2 separate regions of the Macaca mulatta genome follow, and region 2 is linked to region 1. Evidence: chromatin contacts called from public Hi-C data. All regions are on one chromosome and are shown on one strand. The core of a region is the stretch at or near the end of the contact, and the rest is flanking DNA. Distances in the headings are between cores, read along the strand shown.

Region 1 (6,012 bases), core at 2,138-4,637:
GTGTCACTACTTTAGGAGAAAGAAGAATGATGCCATCATTTATAACTTTTGAGAGTGGCTATGTCATAGATTCCTTTGAGAAAATCAATCTTGAGTATATTAATGTTTCTAAAAATCGATGGAACCAGGAGTTCTGATGACTTTTATTTGATAAACTGTTTTTCTTTTAAAAAAATAATTTCAACTTTTATTTTAGAATAGGGGGTTCATGTGCACGTTTGTTACATGGGTATGTTGTGTGATGCTGAATTTGGGGTACAAATAATTCTGTCACCCAGGTAGTGAGCATAGTACACAATAAGTAGTTTTTCAGCCCTTACCTCCCTGCCCCCATCTCCCTCATTCAGTAGTCTGGTTTCTATTGTTCCCATCCTTTTGTCCATATGTAACCAATGTTTAGCTCCCACTTATAAGTGAACACATGCAGTATTTGGTCTTCTATTTCTGTGTTAATTCACTTAATAAGCCATTATTTTGATGCTTTTTCTTCCCTCTACAATCCACAGACATTTTTGGGGTCTATCTACAGGCAAAGTCTTAGTTTAGTACAGGGGAAGATGTAACCAGTGCTTTGCTAAAAAGAACAAATGAATGTAGTACCCTACTGACTAATTGATACAGTGTACACTTATTTTAATGTAGAATGGTCCTAAAGAAATAGAAACAGTTTAGACAGCTTATCTGCCATCTGGAATAGAAGATAAAAGTACATGTTCTTTATTAAATTTTAATCAGGACACAACCTGGAGTCTATAAAAGAAATTGCTGACAGACTTGGCTACATAAAAATTCAAATGTCCCTATGATGAAGTTTCCATAATCCAAGTTAAAAGATAAACAATAGGCTAAGAGAAACAATTACACTAAGTAAAAGGAACAAAGGTGTTCATTTTATGTAAAGGATTTCTTAGAATCATGAAGAAAAAGAAAGATCCAAAGAAAAAATGGGGCAAATACGTAAACAGGCAACTCAAAACAAACAAACAAAAAACACAAAGTAAGACTTGTTCAACCTCAGTAATAATTTAAAAAGGAAAGTGAGAAAACAAGTTTTGGTATTTTTTTTTTTTTACAAAATATTGACAAAACATTTTTTAATTGATAATAAATAGTGATTGAGAGACTGTGCAAAACAGCAGTCTAGTCATAGACAATTTGGTGGAATATAAATTGTTTTTGCTCTTTGTGAGACTACTTTGGTAGTATCCATAAATTTAAAACGCATATATCCTTTCACTTATCAATTTCAATACAGTCTAGTCTATAAAATTACTAGCACGTATGGTCAAAGATGTGTACCTAAGAATGTCAGTTTCAGTATTATTTATAATAACAAAAAACTGGAAATACCCTAATTATGTATCAATAATGTAATAATAAATCATGAAATGTTATACACCAGTCAAAAATGAGATAGATTTATAGGTCTTGATTTTTTTAAAAAGATCTCTTTGGTGTAGTAAGTGAACAAAATCACTTTGCAGAATAAAACATATAGTATGATTGAATTTGTAGGCTTTTAAAATTTATATGATTGCATATATACATATATGCATATAAAAATATTTACAAGGGCTGGATGAATTTTATAAGGGTTAGATGAATACTATAGTGCGGAAATATGAATTTACTTCTGGGGAAGGGAATCATTTGGGAAAGTGGGAATCCAGATGAGATTTTCATTGTTTCATGTGTATAACCCTACATTATGTAAATATTCTATGATAAAAATATGTTCTTATATAATTGGAAAAATAAACAATAGATATTAAAAACCTTCCTAATATTGGAGAAAACAGTAAAGTTAAAGACTTCTTAACGGAAAAACAAAGCACACGTGTTCTAATTGTAAGAAAAGCTTCAGAATTTCCTGGCTATGCCTATTTTTGACAAAATGCTAGTGCTGTGTTAAAAGAATACATTAAAATTTAACACTTTATGATTAAATGTAAGATTTAGGGTGTGGAGATTTCAAAGTGTGAATTTGGTTAAAATTTAGTTTGCTTGTTGCTGCTGGTTTTTTTTTCTTTTTCTTGTAAAGCTGTAACTGATAAAAAGTCTTAGAGAGGAGAGAGTAACCGACGCTTAGGCAGAATAAAGTCATTATCATCGAGAAGGTCTTTCTCATTCCATTCAGGCCCCTTAATAACTTTATTGCATTTCTAGGTATAAAGATCATATCTCACTAGGGAAGAAACTGCATGATATATGCTGGGCAGTTGCCTACCTACCATTCTCATGCGTTGGTTGTGAGAGCAACACCTGTGTTCTTTCTATATGTAGATGGCTCCACTGCCATCCTTCCCAAAACTTCTGGAGGTCACCGTTTTTACAACAGGATATCTCTCGCACCAGTGACCTGCATTTTAACACTTTGCCCTGTTATCTATAGAAAGAGAGGTTCTTTCCAAATGCCAGGAGTGCCTTAAACTTTATTTCTGAGGTAAATCAGACTCACACAAAGTTAGCGTTCCCCAAAGTGGGGGTGCCTCTGCATAAAAATGTTCTCCAGTGGATAATTCATCATGTGATATTTCAAGCACTGAGACAGCAGAAGTGACAACATTTGGAAAGAAAGGATGGAATTTCCTTTCTTTACATGTGTGAGGAGCGCGCGCGTCTGTGTGTGTGGGGTGGGGTGGGGGCCTATGGGAAGGAGTGGATCTTGTAGTGGACAGCATTCTTTGAATGTAAATATACATGTAAACATATAAATATATAAATATATATGCGCGCATTTTTCTCCTGCATAAAGGAGTCAGGCCGATCTCTTTCTATTTGATCTTAATCCCTCTTCCCCGCCAGCGTGGCCCAGGAGCACCCCTCTCTTTCTAATAAACGGCTGGCAGAGCAAGCCGTTCACGCAGTCCCCTTTGATCACCTTGGAGCTGTCAGCCCTTGCTGCTGTTTTCCTCCCAGCTCTTGTTCCTGCCTAAAAGTGGAAGTAATACCCCCTGAAAGAAATACCCTAGGTGTCCTGCAAAGCATTAATCTATTTCTTCTTTTTCTTCTTTTTTTCCTGGGGCCCACCCTCCCAGTTTGAACAAATCCCCCTCTTCCTCCCTCCTCCCCTCTCTGCAGAATCCCAGTTCCTTTTGAGACACCCTCCACTGTGCCGGCGTAACCCCCTGGGCCCTCGCTGTCTGAGAAGCTACCACCCGGCCAGACAGGGGAGGCTCCGCCCCGCCCCTGCACCCGGCTCCCTCTCCCCCGCCGCCCGGGAGCCCGGATCCCACAGGCATCTGTGTTCGCAGGTTCTGCCGTTTGCTTTCGGGAAGGCGAGCATTGTTTTCCTCTGGATGCAAGGTTTTGCTGACGCACACCCACCTTCCCCAATGCCTCCGCTTCCCTTCCCCCTTCGGGGACTTGGGATTGCCCTGCAGACGCCCTGGACTTGCATTTTGGTCTCCGGCTGCAGTGTTTGGGAGCGAGGCTGCGGGTGCGACCCAGCTCCGGCTCAGCTGCGCGCATTTGCAAATGCGGCTGCGTCCAGACAGGACCTGGAACACATTTCCAAGCTCACGTCCCCGTTTCTTGTTTACAGCTGAGATTATAAGCAATCTATGTGCCCTCTTATCATCGTGTCAGGCAGTGATATATAGTTTGTAAATATTATTTAAAGGAAATGATTCGCAAAGGCAAACAATTGCAAGCAAAGTATATGGACCATGAGGTTTATCTTTAATGTACATACCAGAAGGACAGGGAAGGGGGCTGGGAGACGGGAAAATTATGGGGTGAGGTGTGTGGGTGGGGGGAAAGGTGGCAGGGATGACTCAAAGGATTCTGGTGATTCGATGACAGTGACATAACTAATTAAATGTAATGTTGCTTAAAAGCCTTTGCTCTCTTTCTGAAATTGCTCGAAAGTATGCATTATTAAAGAAAAAAAGATAATGTAGAAGGAGGGGGACTTAGAATGACTGAATACAACTCATTGTGCTGGCTCAAAAATGTCAAACTGCAGTGGAAAGAAATACAGCATTACAGGCTGGTGCGCTGAGGCCCCAGCTAGGGAAGGGGGAACTGTTAAGTGGAAAATTCCGGGAGAGAACTCGTTTCCATTTCCAATGGGAAGAAAGAGAGTGTTGTTGGAAGCTGGCAGATCTTTGGAAAATACAGGGGAGCACAGGGAAAATGACAAAAATGATCTCATTGAACTCTGAGAAATCTAGCAAACAAATAGCTTTAGCCCAACCTACCACATTCTTACAGTGCCTGTGCCTGCATACCAAGACTGAAAGAGGCTGAAATCTCAGCTCTCCCTCTCTCTGGTCCCCTGTGTCTCCTGAGAGGAAAGGAATGATGCTTGAGACACTGGCAGCAGCAGAGGATCATGACTGTAGAAGTGTGTCTACGAGTACATGTGTGCTTCCTCAAATAGACTTGTGTGCTTAGGGAGATACTTACTTGGCATCCTGAATACTAAAACGATGGTGCAGCTGTATTTGTTGGACACTAGAGGATTTCAGTTTAAGGAGCATTTTTCTGTCCGAAAGAACCACAAATCCTAACAGGAGTCACAAGGTTTTGCCACCCTATGGGTGGCTTCTGTTAGTGGGTTTTCTTCTAAGGATAGCCCGAATTGCATCACGAGCAGCTAGGTGATGGAGCAGGGTGAGAGCAATCACATCTCAGTAGCTGTGTGCAGGTGTATTCGTATATCCACGACCAGGAATGTTAGAATTATCATTTCATGTTCCAATGGAGAAAAACAGACACTAATAAGGAGCCATGTTTTTTGTTATTCTGTAAAGCTTCTGTCAAGAAGAAAGAAAGAAAAATGCCAGGCAGTGAGTGTACTGCACGTACACAAATGAAGTTCAAATGATCTTCATTTGCTATGCTGATTTTTTCTCTATGAGATCCACAGCACACTGACAAGCTAAAGAAAACTTGCTTTACATTTATGGGTAGAATATGTGTGTATGTGTGTTGAGCAGCACTTTTAAATACATTCCTCTCCATAGTAGTCTGATAATTTAATAACTGTTGAATTATATTGAAAACACTTTATTAAAACTATTGGTCCATTTCAAGTAAACTTTATTAAAAATTACAGATGACCGAATTTACGTGATCAACATTCCATCTACTGACAAATCCAAAGCATAGATCAGCATATCCTGTATTAGTCCAACGTCTGCTCCAAAAATTTAATTGTACTTGGATATGTAAATTCAACGCTATGATGGACTTTGGGACTTGTAAATTTTACATAGAAAACAATATTTGGTTCAGACCAATTCTTAAGCTATGTCCAATTGCCAAGGCAATGCCCATAGTTGATCGAAGAAATATACTGTGAGTTACTCATTATATACTTAAGATATAAATGTTCGTGTCTGTCCTTACAAACAACTTACTTATATAGAGTTTTAATGAGATATAAGTCATATCTCATAACATTCACTTACTTTAAGTGTTCAATTCAATGGTTCATAGTATTATTTACAGTTACACCACCATTAGTACAGTTCCATTTTAAGGTATTTTCATCACTCTACAAAGAAAGATAGTGATTATTTACGATCACTATCCTTTCCTGCCCCAGCCCTAACTAATGTTTTTGAGGTCCATCCATGTTATTCCTTTTAATTGCCAAATAGTTTTCCACTGTATAGATATACCACATCTTACTTATCGATTCTTCAGTTGAGGAACATCAGTTGACGAACAGAAATGTTTCCATTTCTGGGCTGTGGTGATTAATGATGCAATGAACATTCACATATAAGTCACTGTGCAGACACGTTCTATTTTTGGTAGATACCTAACTAAGTGTGGAATTTCTATTTCATATGGTATGCTTACATTTTTCAGAAACTGCCAAATTGTTTTCCAAAGTGGCTGTACCATTTTACATTCTTACCAAAAGCATATGAAAGTTCTAATTGCTCCAAACAGTAACACTTGTTATTGTCTGTCTTTTTGATTATAGCCATTCTGGTGAGTGAGAAATAATATCACATTGTGGTTTTGATTTGCATTTTGTTATGTTCAATCATGTGC
Region 2 (6,012 bases), core at 2,133-4,632, 790 kb after region 1:
AGTAGTACGAGAGGACTGGCTTGTGCTGGGGGTCCTCAGGGCCATAGTAGCAGTCAGAGGGGCTGCTGGTGTTGGAGTCCCCCACTGGTGACATGTTCATGTAGTCACCTGTGCAAGGTAAGAGCTTGCCACCGCTGCTCTCCACTGGGGGTTTGGGGTGAGGCAAGACATGAGAGTGGTGGCCCCCTACCCCGTTTGTCCACAGCTTTCCATAGCTGCTCCCAGAAGGGACGGCACTGCTGCTGCTGCTGCTGGGGCCACCTCCAATGTCAGGAGAGCAGCCACCGCTGGGGGACATCATCATGTAGCCATTGGGGTCCACTCTCTGGGGATGGCGTCTGATGGGATTGATGATCTGCTGTGGGGCAGACACGCTCTTGGGGCTCATGGGCATATAGTCTCCACTGCCCTTTCGGCTGCTGGGCACTGGGGCCACCCCTGGGGACATGGGCATGTAGCCATCATCAGTGTGGAGGGTAGAGCTGTCTGGGCGGTGGTGGCCCCCCCGACGCTCCAAGGGGTGCATTTCCAGACCCTCCTCTGGGTAGGAGTGGGTGGGCACGAAGGCAGAGTGCCTGTGTCCCGGCAGTCGGCCTCCACTGCCACCTCCTGGTGGGTAGGCAGGCATCATCTCTGTATACTCCTCAATGGAAGCCACTGAGGACTGGGACGGGGTCTTCTGGTGGGTAATGGTAGGGGATGTGCCTGCAGAGTGAGTTCTCTTTCGGAAGCGATTATCCAGATCCGCAGCACTGGATGCTTCATCCCCAGCCAAGGCTGGACTCGTGCCCAAGCCTGTTCCTGGGGTGTAGCGGTGGCCATTGCCACCCCGAGACAAAATGTAGTGACCGTTGGGGGCGGTCAGGGTGGAGGGCCCCTTGCCGCCCATGCAGATATAGTTGCTTAGCTCCTCCTCACCGCGGGCTGGTGGGGTGTGGCCCAGGGAATCCGGAGTCACACTGCGGAAGGAACTCCGGAAATCGCAGGGACTGGAGCCATACTCATCTGAGGAGATGAAACCGCCATCGCTGGGAGAACCAGACACCGAAGCACTAGATCGCCGTGGGAAGAGACAATCCGAGGTGGAGCCATGGCCGCTGGTGCTGCTGGACGACAGACTGACGGGGCTGGTGGCCGAAGGCGAGCAGCGGGAAGCTGGCATGGGGATGGAGCGGCTGTGGTTGAGCGGGGGGTGCAGCCGGGCGCTGCCCCGATGCCGGTGGGCGTGGGTTCTGTTGGTGCTCGGACTCACAGGGCTGCCATCCACCGAGGCTGGGCGGGACATGGTGCCTTCGCCGTCACTGGAGGCGCGGACGCGGAAGGAGCCTGGTTTCCCGCCCACCATGCTGGCCGGGGAGGTGGCAGTGATGCTCTCAGTGCGAGATCGTCGGGTCAGCCCCACCTGGCTGGGCGGGGGGTTGTTGAGATGGTGCCGGCGCAGGGGGACGCTGATGGGGTTGGAGCAGTTGGACGAGGACTGACTCTTGCTGCGAGGGCGGAACTCATCGCTCATAGCCCGCATGGCCTCCAGGATGGTCTCGTGCATGTTCTGGGCCACCACGGAGTCATCCACCTGCATCCAGAACTCCCCGGGCCCCGTCACGGCAGAACGGCCCACCTCGATGAAGAAGAAGTTCTCCGAGTGGCCGCAGCGCCTGATGTTCATCAGCTGCAGCACCACGGCGGCTGCCTCCGAGTTCAGCTTCACGAAGCTGATGGTCTTGCTGGTCAGGCAGAGGCGGTAGATACCAATCAGGTTCTTTGTCTGACCCAGGCCCTTGGGCTTCAGGATCACCTGCCAGACCTCTTTGAACGCGGGTCCTGGGGGCACGTCACCGTAGCTCAAGTCCTCCCCAGCCTCACCAACGCCGGAGCTGCCACTGCAGCTGCCCCCGCCACCTCCCGCCCCGAGGGCCGCAGCTCCGTCGTGGTGGCCCTTGGCACGGTTGTGCAGCTGTAGGAGAGCCTGGTACCAGCTGTCTTGCTCCGCCTCGCTGTCCGCCGCGATGGCAAAGTGCTCGTCCCGGGTGTAGAGAGCCACCAGGTGCTTGTTCTTGGAGTCAGCCCGCTTGTTGATGTTGAAGCAGCTCTCAAGGGGGATCGAGCGTTTGGGGGCGCTCGACTTGTGCCGCCACTTCTTCTCGTTCTCGTAGTACTCGAGGCGCGCCGGGCCCCCAGCCTCGCTGGCCGCGCGCAGTACGAAGAAGCGTTTGTGCATGCTCTTGGGTTTGCGCAGGTAGCCCACCTTGCGCACGTCCGAGAAGCCATCGCTCTCCGGAGGGCTCGCCATGCTGCTGCCGCCGCCACCGCCACTGAGCAGAGGGAGGCGCCGAAAAACAACCGGGTGGGGGGCGGAGGCTCCTCGCTGTGGCCCCGCACATGCAAACAGGGCTAGAGGCAGCAGAAACCCCGACTCCGAAATCCACGCCGCCCCCCGCGCCAGGGAGGGGCTGCTGAAGGAGGACGCAGCTGCTGAGCCAAGGAGAGAGCCCGACCGGAGTTTTCGGGCGCTTCACGCCCGGCGGGGAGGCAGTGCGTCCGGGGTGAGGACAGCCCCGATCCTCCGAGAGCCAAGTCTCCTCTCAGTCGCCGCCGCCACCAGGAAGGAGCGAAGATGCATCTCTCGTCGCCCCAGCTGGAGTCCGGTGCGGGGAGGCGACAGTCGGGGGTCCCTGCGGTGCCCCTCCAGGAGCGCGCGCGCGCGCCTTCCCTCCTGAGTTCCCCTCTGGAAGTAGCGATTCCCGAGGCAAATTAAATATCCTTGGGCAGGGGGAGGCGGGTTGCCAAGTCCCAACGTTGCACGGGGTTCTCCCTCCTCCTTCGCCTCCTCCCACCCCCCAACCGTCCCAGCCGCCACCAGCCGCCCAAATACCAGCTCAATCGCAGAGACCGCGGCGCTGCGGCTGTTGCTGCTGCTGCTGCTGCTGCCGCCGCCCGCGGGCGCGTCCTCTGCAGCCCCCATTCGGGCCCATCTCGGCGGGCGGAGAAAGTGGCTTTTCCATGCGAAACGCTACCGGGCAGCCAGTGCAGCTGGGGACCGACCGGAGGGACAGGCTCATCCCTGCCCCTCGCTCCAGTCGGCAGGGGAGGAGGGGAGGGGACAAGGGCGAGAGGCGATGGGGGAGGTTTGTGAAGGGTTCGGGGAAGACGCCTGTTCCTAGGGAGGCGCTGCCGCTGCAGTTACTTCCCCCCTCCTCCCTCCTCCTCCTCCTCCTCCTCCTCGGAGAGTTGCCGAGAGCCCCAACCAAAACAAGCGGCGGCGTCTGGCTCTGCGCGCCGGCCCCCTCCGACCGCGCCGCCGTCTCACTCGGAGGAGAAAAACACGTGACGGAGCCTCCGCGCTCGGCAGCCGGGCAGCCGCCGCCGCCGGGAGGCTCCCGCCCGGGTCTCTACATTCCGGGCCGAGCCCGCCCCGCGCCCGCCCCTCTCCGCCCCCCGGCCGTACTGCAGCGGCGCCCGCGCCGAGCCCCGGCGCAGCGCTAGGACAGCGCCCCTGCGCGGCCGCCAGCCCAGGCGCAGCGCCTCCCTCACCGCGCGCCACCCAGGGCGCCCCCGGCCCGCAGGAATCCCCGCGGTGGGCGCGGGCGGGGGTGTTTGGGTGGCTACCCGAACGCACGAGGGGAGTCTGGGAAAACGGGAGGGGGCGAGCTCGAGAAGACGCAGGAGTGAGGGTGGGGGGCGACGGGGGGGGCACTGCGGCTACAGAGCCCCGAGTGGGAGACCGGGGGAAGGCGGGGGCGCGGGAGCTGGGCTGCCTCTTACCTAGCAGGTAAGACTTACCCACGGGAGGAAGGTTTCTAGTCAAGGCTTTTTCTCCCAGGAAATTTAAAAGCTACATTTCGGCTTCAGGGCGATAGGCCATGGTGAGGGATCTGTATTTTTGTAAGGTTTTCTAAAGGACTTCTGGGCCAGCCCTCCACCTTGGGATCCCCAGATTTGCTGCCGTGAGGTACCTGGAAGGCACAGAGGGACGCCGAAGGGCAGTGACTCGGAGCAGTTATGGTCACTGCAAAAGGAGAACAGGGATCCCCAGGAAGTGTCTCACATCCGGCGCTGTGGGATTAGCTGCTGATCAATTAGGGAGAAAATGTAAATATCACCGTTTCTCCTGCTCCCCTTGCCCATCCGAGTGAGGGGGGATTCACACATAAGGCTGAGGGCATGGGGGAGGGGAAATGAGAGGTCCCTTATCATATTCCGAAGTCTATCCGTGACTTTAAAAAGCTGTTAGGGACCTTCAGAGGGTTCATAAGGCCAAAACCCTACTGTGCAAATATTGGCTGAAATGTTTTTTTCACACACAGCTCCCACACCCATTGAACCACCCTATAAATTTTTAACCTTGACCACAAGGATAATAGGGAGAAAACAAGGATGGTGCCAGCTCAACTGTACAGGAAAATGGGTACTTCATGAATGGACCAGATCAGCAGCCTGGGTCTCCTTGAAGCGCCCCTTTCAGGGTCACCTTGCGGTATCAGTCTCCCCACAAGCAAATGTTCCCCAAAGTTTTTTTATTTTTTAAGCTGACCTATAAACAAGCAGTTTGTCCCTGCTTGCTCGCCTGGCACTAAGGACCCACACAGATGTCACTCGGTTTAATGCTGTCTCATTTTGATGCCCGGCCCGTTTGGGGTTGCCGCCCATTTACTACTACGAGACCCTCCTCGGCCTGGGGCTTCCAAGCACTGCGGGATGTTGGCGGGGCACTCTGCAGTCCAGGCGCTGGGCATGCTCAGTGGCCCGGACCCTCCGGGCCGCGGGGGAGCGCGCCTCGGCCCAATGCGGGCTGAGGGGCGGGGCGAGTTTCCCTGGGCGGCCTGCTGATTGGTGGGATGGCCTGTTTTTCAAGCCTTGCACTGCAGAGGGAAGGTGGGGGAGAAGGGTTGAGGGTACCAAGGTAGGTTGCAAAGCGTAGTAAAAAAAGAAAAAGAAAAAGAAGAAGATGATGATGATGAAGGAGAAAAAGAACCATGAGCGCCATTCAGAGGCGTGCGATACGTAAATTAGGGGGATTGGGCATCTGCAGAGGGGCTCCTCCCTACCCAAGCCTGGGAGCCTCCCGTTTCTCCTCTCTCCTTCCTGTTCCCGGTCGTTCTGCAGCCTCATCTAAACCTGGTTAATCTATAATTTGAGTACACATGTTGAATTGAAAGCCCTCCCTCCTTTTCCTCTGACAGCTTGGTGATGTGGGCACACGTGCCCACTATAGCAAGGCTATTAATAGCAGATATTTGGAAATGGAAGCGAGGCGGCACTCACAGTGACCGAAATTCTGGGGGTATAGAGTGCCTTATGGAGGGTGGGGCAGGGAGGTGAAGAATAGAGACGCCTGAAGTTGGTGGAAAAGTGTAACTGTGTGCCTGGTTTTACCCTAGACAAGAAAAAAGAGAGATGATAAAAGGGTTGTTTACTAGTAAAAATGTAATCCAGATAAGGCCAAAGGGCTTTTTACAGGTTTGATGTTTAGCGCTGCGATGGGGGTAGTGGAGTATTTAACGTTTTGTAAGACAACAAATCAAATCTATACACATTTACTTTTCAAATGGCCCGGTCCCTACCTTCATCCCTCCAACCTCCCCCCTTCCCCACCAAAACAAAGCTAAATAAAGGTACTGTACCTCTATGGGGGAAAAAATACTCTTTTCTAGAAGGAGGGGAGGGTTGGAAAATTTATTTGCATGTATTTTACAATTATCTTCATAGGAAGGATTTTGATCATAAAAAGCTAATTATGATAATAAACCGTTTTAAAAATATATCTCTCAGTGTTAAAGCATTTCTGCTTTAAAAAACACAATTTCAGTTGCTAAATATTCGATAAAATTATGAAATAAACCGCACTGCTGTGACAAATTATGTTCAGACCCATGGGTTTCCTATGGAAGATAGTCACTGATCATAGGATATTAGTGCCATTTTTCTACTTGCTGATGTTTTACTACCAATTTAAAGGTGGTTAACATTTGTTATAATTATACTACAGTAAATTCAATTGTTCTCTACATTTTT

What was found. Hi-C and Micro-C count contacts between places; a contact is called where the count stands out from the background.
Region 2: a Hi-C map of fetal cortex germinal zone shows a contact between it and region 1, with 2.2 times the contacts expected there. The contact joins the promoter of IRS1 here to the enhancer-like site in region 1. A contact is called at or near these places in 2 of 14 Hi-C or Micro-C datasets (fetal cortex germinal zone and fetal cortical plate).

Annotation. Positions count from the first base shown.
Region 1 is chr12:131,273,419-131,279,430 of T2T-MMU8v2.0, forward strand. All of the region lies in intron 1 of LOC144333581 (a long non-coding RNA gene), which reads right to left. Among named protein-coding and RNA genes, the nearest start is that of NYAP2, 620 kb to the left of the region's middle. Within about 2 kb of position 3,388, at least 20 of the 40 cell types and tissues checked have an H3K27ac peak or open chromatin away from gene starts, as enhancers often do. A contact at or near this core is called in fetal cortex germinal zone and fetal cortical plate, where this site is marked.
Region 2 is chr12:132,061,877-132,067,888 of T2T-MMU8v2.0, forward strand. IRS1 (insulin receptor substrate 1) reads right to left here and starts at 3,383. Exons shown (of 2, transcript XM_015111186.3): 1 at 1-3,383. The coding sequence starts at 2,290.